Linked DNA regions of Zea mays: regions 1 and 2 are each linked to region 3. Evidence: chromatin contacts called from public Hi-C data. All regions are on one chromosome and are shown on one strand. The core of a region is the stretch at or near the end of the contact, and the rest is flanking DNA. Distances in the headings are between cores, read along the strand shown.

Region 1 (2,700 bases), core at 163-2,662, 320 kb after region 3:
CTCCTACGCCGACGAATCTTGGTATTTTAGCGCTCAGATTCGCCGCGTCGCTGCTGCTACTACAGTCTACATCCGTAGCGAAAGTTGCACAGCCTGCACTTGCACTGTCCAGGGCGAGAGCCGACGACGAGACTCTCATCTGCAGATAGGGAGAGGCCCGCGCGCGCATCTTTACAGCTCAAAGATTCACGAACGCCACATGCATGCATGCCGACGCCGTCCCCCTCTGGCTGGCCGGCCGATGGATGGATCGGCTTCATTCAGATCCAACAGAAATCCGCTTTCCGATCGGGCGCCGCCGTGAATTGGCCCGCTCGATCGATCGTATCGTACCGCTGCCGCTGCCGGCAGCTATTTCCCGGCCCCTTTCATGCTAGCTCATGCAGTGCCGCCTTTGTGTGCCTCTTCGTCGTCCTGCTCCTCTCTGCTGGCTGCTCTGTTGGTGCCGTGCACTTGCCGCCAGTCATGCGCTGCAGGGCTGGAGCTGCCGCCAGTAAAACTAAATTAACTCCTTTTACAGGTAGATCCGTACGTAGATAGATGATGCCAAGACAGAACATGCAACAGGCCGCTGTTGATGGTACTGGTAGCCACCCTGGCCAAGCAGCAAGCGCTGATGAAGAAGGCCAAACAAACACACAAACAAAACCGGAGCAGGACATATGTACACGTACGCGCTTGGATTTGCATCGCCATTGGCCACCCGCGCGGCCAATGGCCATCATTCACCTCTCTCTCTTTCCGCTCCGGCGGCGGCGACAAATCGACAAGGATATCCTGGCAGCAAAGCAGGCTTTGTTTACTGGACCAATCATCATCACATGGCGAATGTTGTTGCGCGCGGGGTGTCGTCGTATATGTATGTATGGCCGTGACAGCGACGGCCACCCACTGCCACTGGGGAGGGGAGGGGAGTGGTGGTGGTGGGTGGGGAGAGGACTGATGACTGATGAGGAGCCGGTGCAGGTGGCTAACTGGCACGGCAGTGTGCAAAGTATTCACCGGACCTCTCACCTCATGGCGGCAATGGCAGATTACACAGCGTACTTCCTTCCCCATGTAGAAAAAAAAGGCCCTGTTTCAACAGTGGGCTCCTTTACTTGCCCTTGCCCTCCCCTCATCACTCTGTCTGTCACTCATCATCATCATCATAGAAGAGAAGAGAAGAGAAGAGTCCATGTCCGTCCGGCGGCCCATGCATTTCCCTGGAAGTAGGCGTGGTCCAGACCTTCTATAAATTCAGCGCCTACTAGGAGGGTGGTACCTGCCTTGCCTTGCATCCGCACAGGGCTTTCACTGTCCTGTCCTGCCGGTTGGTCATCCCATTTCCATCCCCATCGGACGACTCTGGGGATGCGTAGCAGACGCTTGTGTTTCAGGAAATGGTACGTGAAGAGTTTTTTTATTTTTATTTTTTTGCAGCAAACATATGGCCATGAGACCATGACGAAGAAAGCCAAGGCAGGAGGAGGCATTCGAGACGGCCTTGTCCGATAGCCACCGGAGCGGGGCGGGGCGGGCGGCACATGGACAGCGAGGCCAAGCTTTGTTTTTTTTTAAAAAAAAAACCATCTTGGACAACTGGAGCAAGCGAACAAAGCCATCTGTTTTTTTAATCGCTTTTGGAAGAATGGAAGGAGCATGTGTGCCTTCCTGTCCTGTCCTGCCTGCCTGCTGCTCGTGCATGCTCGATGTCTACCGTCTGCTGCGCGGTGGCCATCAGTCATGGCGATCGACGCCGATCTGGCTGATTCCATCGATAATAATGCGCGGGGATGCCGGCCGGGTTTTTAATCCGGGTCGCGGCCTGCCCGGAACCCTACCCTAGCTCGCCAAAAGCAAGCGTATATAGGGGCTCAGCAGTCAGCAGCAACAGCTCTCAGGGAGGCAAAGGCAGGACAAGCAAGCAGTAGAGGTGCAGGTGCCCGATGTGATGAGTAGGTTAGGTGGATAGATCCATGCAGAGCTGGCATGGCCTAGCCCGGCCGGTACGGTACTGCAGTTGCTTCGTCTCTGTCCGGCCTCTAGTACCTCACTACATAGTAGTACGGAGCAAGCAGCAGTATCCCTTTCGTTTTTTACGAGGATAAAAGAAAGAACAAACAGCAGGCTGCTACTCCTTGGGCGAGAGATAGAGAGAGAGAGGGTGCGGATCGGAGTGCCGGCCGGCAGGGCAGGCGCACGGAAATGGAGGGCCTGGCAGCCTCCGTCCGTCCGCCATGAGCCCATGCCCATCCAGCATCCATGGGCAGGCAGCACCAGCAGAGGGTGTGGTCAGAAGAGAGGACCGAGAGAGAGAGAGAGTACCGGCCCGTGCCTCTGCAGTCTGGCACTCTGGCTGCTGCCGCTGCCGCTGCCGCACCACCCGCCAGCCCGGTTGGGTGGTTACTTGCCGCAACTAGCAGCTATTTATATGCCCCAGCCTCTGTGGGCCGTTTGCACTCACTCCAAAGCAAAGCAAATCTCTCTCTCTCTCTCCATCTCTCCACACACAGCCCCTTCGCTGCCGAGGTCCCTCGCCGGACGGGGGGTGAAGGACGAAGGGGAAGAAAGGTGCGCGGGCATGCTTTCCACAGGCTTTCTTGAACTGTGAACTCGTGGGCGTGGTGGTGGTGGTGCTGGTGCTGGGTGTGTGGGACGGAATGATTGGCTCCTCCCAGTCCCAGTCCCAGTCCCACCCACCAATTCTCTTCCCCCCGA
Region 2 (2,700 bases), core at 51-2,550, 270 kb after region 3:
TTGTTTTGCGTTGTCCCACTGTCCTGTTGACCACAAATTCATCTACAGTGCCCAGATGTCTTGATGCCGCCACTGCTAGACAACCTTTTATGTCGAGGCGTCGTCAGAGCACATCCTGTGATGTCTTGAAGCCATCACCGTGACGTCTGGTCTTCCATCGATAACTTTGACCTCTCAAGACATCAAAGAAGGTTGTTGATATAGATTTCTACTGTCGGCTCAGTTAAAAATAGAAAGCATGCTCGTTTATTTTATGTTGTCATAGACAACTTTCAAAATTCGCAATCAATAAATAGGGAACTGTTAGAGCACATACATTTTTCTACTCCTTAAAGTGTTTAGCAACTTCTTAAATCTATAATTTAAGGCGCTAAATGTACATAACTATTGGAGAGAGGTGAGACCTGCTATAACCCCCACAAAGTTTATTGCTTGAGCAAGGTTGTGTTAGAACCAATTACTTGTTTGGTTAGAAGAAGTTTGGAAGGGTCAAGAGGGATTGATGGGAGAAATTAATTTATTTTTCCCTTAGGACATCCTTTGGGATCGTAGGGGATTAAATGAGCGAAAATATCTTTTTGTTCTTCCAAACATGTTTCTAATCTCTACCGATCTATTTCTAACTAAACAAGTCCTAAGAGTTCGATCACGACATTGTGTCGTATTTGTGTACTTAAACCCCATATCCCACTACTGTCACTTTGAAATTGATCCGATCATACCCACCTCTATTTGTTGTCGTTGTAAATGAACAAAACGACAGCAACAAAAAAAGGAAAAAAAACTCAAACAACTTGTCCGCATGAGTATGACCGTATCCAAACAAAGCATATCCGGATGCGTACTTGAATATAAAGAAGAATTGTTTTAGAAATCCGAGGAGATTTGCCTTGAAGAATTTGTTTTGTACATCCGAGGAGATTTGTCTCGAATATAAAGTAGAAATATCGTGGAAATCCGAGGAGATTTGCGAACAGCTAGCTAGCTGCCTTGCTCACCTAGAAAGGGTCGCTCGGCGGCGTGCAAAAGGCGAAGCGGCACCAACTCACAGGGATGCGCACGCAACGCAAATCTGGCCAGAATCCGAAGATGCAAATACCAGGGGGCCAAAAGAAGGCGCGCGTACGTGGGTGGGCGGGCGGTGACAGCGAGAGGCGAGGCAGGGAAATCCCTTGCGTATCGCCGCGCGGGCCCCGCCGCATGGGCCCCCCCGCGGATCCGCGCCCCGGATCGGCCTGGCCCGCGTGCCGTGCCGTCCTATACTCGATCCGCGCGCCTCGGATCCCCTCTGAGATTTGCCCCGCCACCACCACCATCCCTGCTTGCTAGCTACCCGCTGCTGCCGTGCCGTGCCGAGTCTCCTCCTGACTGACTGACTCCTCCCCTGCACTGCACCTGTGTATATATACACGCCCGCCCGCGCCTCCGACTTCATCGCCGCAACCGCCCGTCTGCTCCTGCTTAGTACATACATCCACACTCGCAAGAGAAGGAGAAGAGATCTCCGCGTCCGCAACCGCATCGCTTCCCTCCCGGCGCAAGAAGAAGATTCGGTTGGATTGTTTGTCTCTTGCAAACTGCAATGGCTGCTGCTGCCACTGCTACTCCGTCCGTGGCGCCGGAGGCCGGCGACCGGAAGGCGGTGGCACCGCCGGTCGACGCGGTGGATCTGGATCTGGAGCTGGAGCTGGAGGAGAAGCACGTGCTGGCGGTGGACGACAGCTCCGTGGACCGCGCGGTGATCGCCAAGATCCTGCGCAGCTCCAAGTACAGAGGTGAGCACCGAGCAGAGGAAGAAGCGGTGCCTGCCTTGGCTGTCCGCGCCCGCGCAGCAGCTCGTTTTATTTGAACCATGCAGCTAACCTCCTTGGATTTTACGTGTGCAGTGACGACCGTGGACTCGGCGACGCGCGCGCTGGAGCTGCTGGCGCTGGGGCTGGTCCCCGACGTGAACATGATCATCACGGACTACTGGATGCCCGGGATGACCGGGTACGAGCTGCTCAAGCACGTGAAGGAGTCGTCGGCGCTGCGGGCGATCCCCGTGGTGATCATGTCGTCGGAGAACGTGCCCACCCGCATCAGCCGGTGCCTGGAGGAGGGCGCCGAGGACTTCCTCCTCAAGCCCGTCCGCCCCGCCGACGTCTCCCGCCTCTGCAGCCGGATCCGGTGACCGCCCGCGCAAGGATGGAGGATCTGGTTGCGCGCTCTGACTTAATTAGAGGAGTTGTTAGGATCCAATTTTTTGTGTGTTCGTTCGTTCGTTCGTTCTTTTCTTTCTTTCTTCTTGGACATAGATCTGCCGCCGCCGCCGCCGCAGCCGCTGCCGTCGACTGAAACAAGAAGCTAACTTAGTTTTAGGATCCAGGTTGTTGTTGTTGTTAGGAAGGGGAGTCGTTGGGGGCATTCACGGATGTTCTTCTTCGTTTCCCCTCCCTCCGTGCCTGAGGCTGCAAAAATATGCCCCCCAGACATGAAGAAAACAAGACCTGTTAACAATTCCAAGATCAGAGCCTTATTGCTTCTTTTCTTTATCTTGTGATCTTGTCTCTTCGTAACATCAGTTTCAGTTCCGCTCTTAGCTGCCGTTGCATAGCAAGAACGACGACAGGTAGTAGGCTGTGCGAATCAGATCGGAAAGAGATTGTTATTCCTCTCTTAGCGCTGTGCGTATCGTATCGTATCGGCAAAACATATGAT
Region 3 (2,700 bases), core at 147-2,646:
AAGGGTGTGATCACATTTTGGACTTTGATGAAATGCTTGGCCGGAGGAACTCTTCGACGATGGGTACCAACCAGTCCGGATGAACTGGCGGAGATGCTATTCTGCAAAGACGCAAACAAGAACAAGGAAGCAAGTTGACATGGACGCTTGTGGAGTGCAGAGGTCAATTTATTTTCATCGACAGATGAGTAGTTTGGAACCTACTCTGCACGTCCCTTTCGCTTACAGGCTTCCTCCTCATTCCCTACACGGGTTTCTTGTGATATTCTCCGTTCTAGATTCTTGCATATCGATTCAGGTGGCTAGGTGAGCGAGGTCACCGACCGTACCAGAATGACTTGGATGATTTTAAAAAATTGGAAAGCACCCACCAATTTTCGGCACGTACGCTACAACGATTCAGGTGGCTGTTTGCGTAATTATTTCGTTCCCCGGCCGGACCTGAATTGAAAGAGCTCAAGGGGCCCCACCAACAAACCAGCTTGTTCCCTGCTGCTTTAATCCGATCTAGGCTTTAATCCGACTATGATCATGGCTTCTACGGTATTTTATCTTTATAGATTGCAGCTGCACTATAGATTGATTAATGGTAAAATAAACCAGGTCACAATTCTTCTGTCATACAGTCCACAAGGAATACGACATCAGTCCGTGACAGAGACGGGTTTTGCGTAACTCAATCAGCTTATTGCTACTGGCAGGACGGATTTCCTGGTCATCGATGCCATGCCACTCGGAACATTCTCAAATTGCGCTGCATATTTACCACCATCGCACGCAAATGGACGTAAGTAGAAGAAACGTTTCAGAAGGAAACCAGACCAGACCAGAAGGTCGGGGGGAAAATAAAAAGAAGAGGAAGAAATTTGATTGGTCCCGCACGCACCTCCGGCGGCGAATCCATTCGGTGGCTGGTCCATCGATCCTGATCCCGCGTGAGGCTGGCTGGCTAGGCCGCAGATCGAGCTTCTCGGGAGGCGGGCCGAGCAATGGCGTGCCGGCGGCGGCTAACAATTAGAGGCGGCGATTGACGAGTGGTCGCGGCCGGCACGGGTGGGCAGCGAGAGGTAGAAGACGAAGATGAGGAGGCCGTCCATGAGGCGTCCGCGGGGGCGGGGGGCGCTTGTGGTGGGCGCCGCGTGGGTGACCCCTCTCATACCCAAACCTGCAGGTCGCCGCCGGCGAGTCGCCCCGCCGAGCCCGCGCTTCGCGCCCCCGGAGCCACGCCGACCGCCAGAGAGAGAGAGAGGGAGAGAGAGAGAGAGGATGAGATGGGCAAAGGAGACCAACGGAGGGGCAGGGACAAGGAAGCGGCCGGGGTGGTGGTGGTGGGTGGATGGTTCTTGGTTGGCACGGCTCGGGGGGGTCGCTCGCTCTCGCTCCTCTCTCTGCGGTGCGGAGGTGGCGTGGAGGAGACGGTTTTTATAGCCTCGCCCCGGGCGCTCCCCCGTGAAAAAAATCGGAGGCGCCGCGCCGTGCCCGCTCGTAGTAGACTTGTTGCAGTGCAGGCGTGCAGGTCGGCCAGGGGCGTATTAATCGAGACAACGTACCAACGCATACGTGCCAGCTGCAACCTCAGGCCGTCAGAATCGACGAGTGCCTGGCAAAGAAGCTGAGAGAGACTGGCGATTTTCCGACCCAAATTCGGGCATCAAATAGGCGGTTTTCTTCGAATAATGACGCAGGTCCACGTCACCTTCCTTTGCGTGATTGTGGCAGTGATGGCATGTAGTACTAGTAATTAAGCTAGTTTGTTCGTATTCCGGAAGCAAAGGTCAGATGGCCCTCCAGATTTGCCAAGAGACCCACGCCCACCACAACACTGGCCAGAGTTGTACGTGCATGGACCTATACACATGCAGTACAGCTTGCTACGCAGAGCAGACAAAATGACGTTGCATGTGCTCCGTTTGGCAAATACTAACACCCAACAGGCAAAGCGAATGAGCTGGTGGTATATTCCATCATTCCACACACACACAAAAAAAAATGGCCGTGTTTGATCTTCGCCGAGACGTCCCTACGTTTAGGGCATGTACAACCTAGATACAGCCGCACGGTACTCTAAGTATAAGACACAACTAAAACACAACATAATACAGTGGTCATGTCTAAAACATGTGTCCTATCATATTCATTGTACCAATCAGAGCATTTAATAAATTAAAGTGACCAATCAGATAGTCTCCTGTCTCGAATATAGAGCTAAGACACTGTGTCTTCGTCAAGATACATGTCTTGAGATTTTTTACATTTACCCCCCTAGACACACTCTAAGACACAACTTAAGACACCCACTGTACATGCCCTTACTGACTGTTTGTTGCTTGCTAACCCAATGCTTGTACGGTATTAAGGGTGCACAACAAGACTTCCAAATTAGGCATTAAATTTAGTGATACGTCTAGTCAAGTGAACGCAGTCCAGTATCTCCGCAGGGATTCAAAACATTTTTTGACGGCCATACCTATTTTTTGGTGGTTCCAGAGGACACCCTAAAATTAAATCTTAATTTCCAGCGGTAGTAGAAGACAACAGAAAATTAGCACCTAAGGCCCTAATTTTATAGACAAGCGAGCAGAAAAACTTTTCATTTGATATTTTTTTTAAAAAAGGAACTGTTGGAAAGAGCATTGAAAAGAACTAAGTATATACCAATATAATCAGGGCTTTAAGTTTCGGTGGTCGTCGAAACTTACA

What was found. A called contact is a pair of places that touch in the nucleus more often than the background predicts.
Region 1: a contact with region 3 is called in a Hi-C map of tassel, with 2.7 times the contacts expected there. The contact joins the promoter of LOC100273701 here to the promoter of LOC100384522 in region 3. A contact is called at or near these places in 3 of 25 Hi-C or Micro-C datasets (ear, leaf and tassel).
Region 2: a Hi-C map of leaf shows a contact between it and region 3, with 4 times the contacts expected there. The contact joins the promoter of LOC541624 here to the promoter of LOC100384522 in region 3. A contact is called at or near these places in 2 of 25 Hi-C or Micro-C datasets (leaf and tassel).

Annotation. Positions count from the first base shown.
Region 1 is chr10:150,178,046-150,180,745 of Zm-B73-REFERENCE-NAM-5.0, forward strand. LOC100273701 reads left to right here and starts at 1,413. Exons shown (of 3, transcript XM_008663409.4): 1 at 1,413-2,700. MIR396d (microRNA MIR396d) reads left to right here and starts at 2,559; the gene lies at 2,559-2,632.
Region 2 is chr10:150,121,659-150,124,358 of Zm-B73-REFERENCE-NAM-5.0, forward strand. It overlaps LOC541624 (cytokinin response regulator 2), which reads left to right and starts at 1,301. Exons shown (of 2, transcript NM_001111379.2): 1 at 1,301-1,775; 2 at 1,887-2,505. The coding sequence starts at 1,583. The coding sequence ends at 2,173.
Region 3 is chr10:149,853,526-149,856,225 of Zm-B73-REFERENCE-NAM-5.0, forward strand. It overlaps LOC100384522, which reads right to left and starts at 1,397. Exons shown (of 10, transcript NM_001176693.2): 1 at 887-1,397. The coding sequence starts at 920.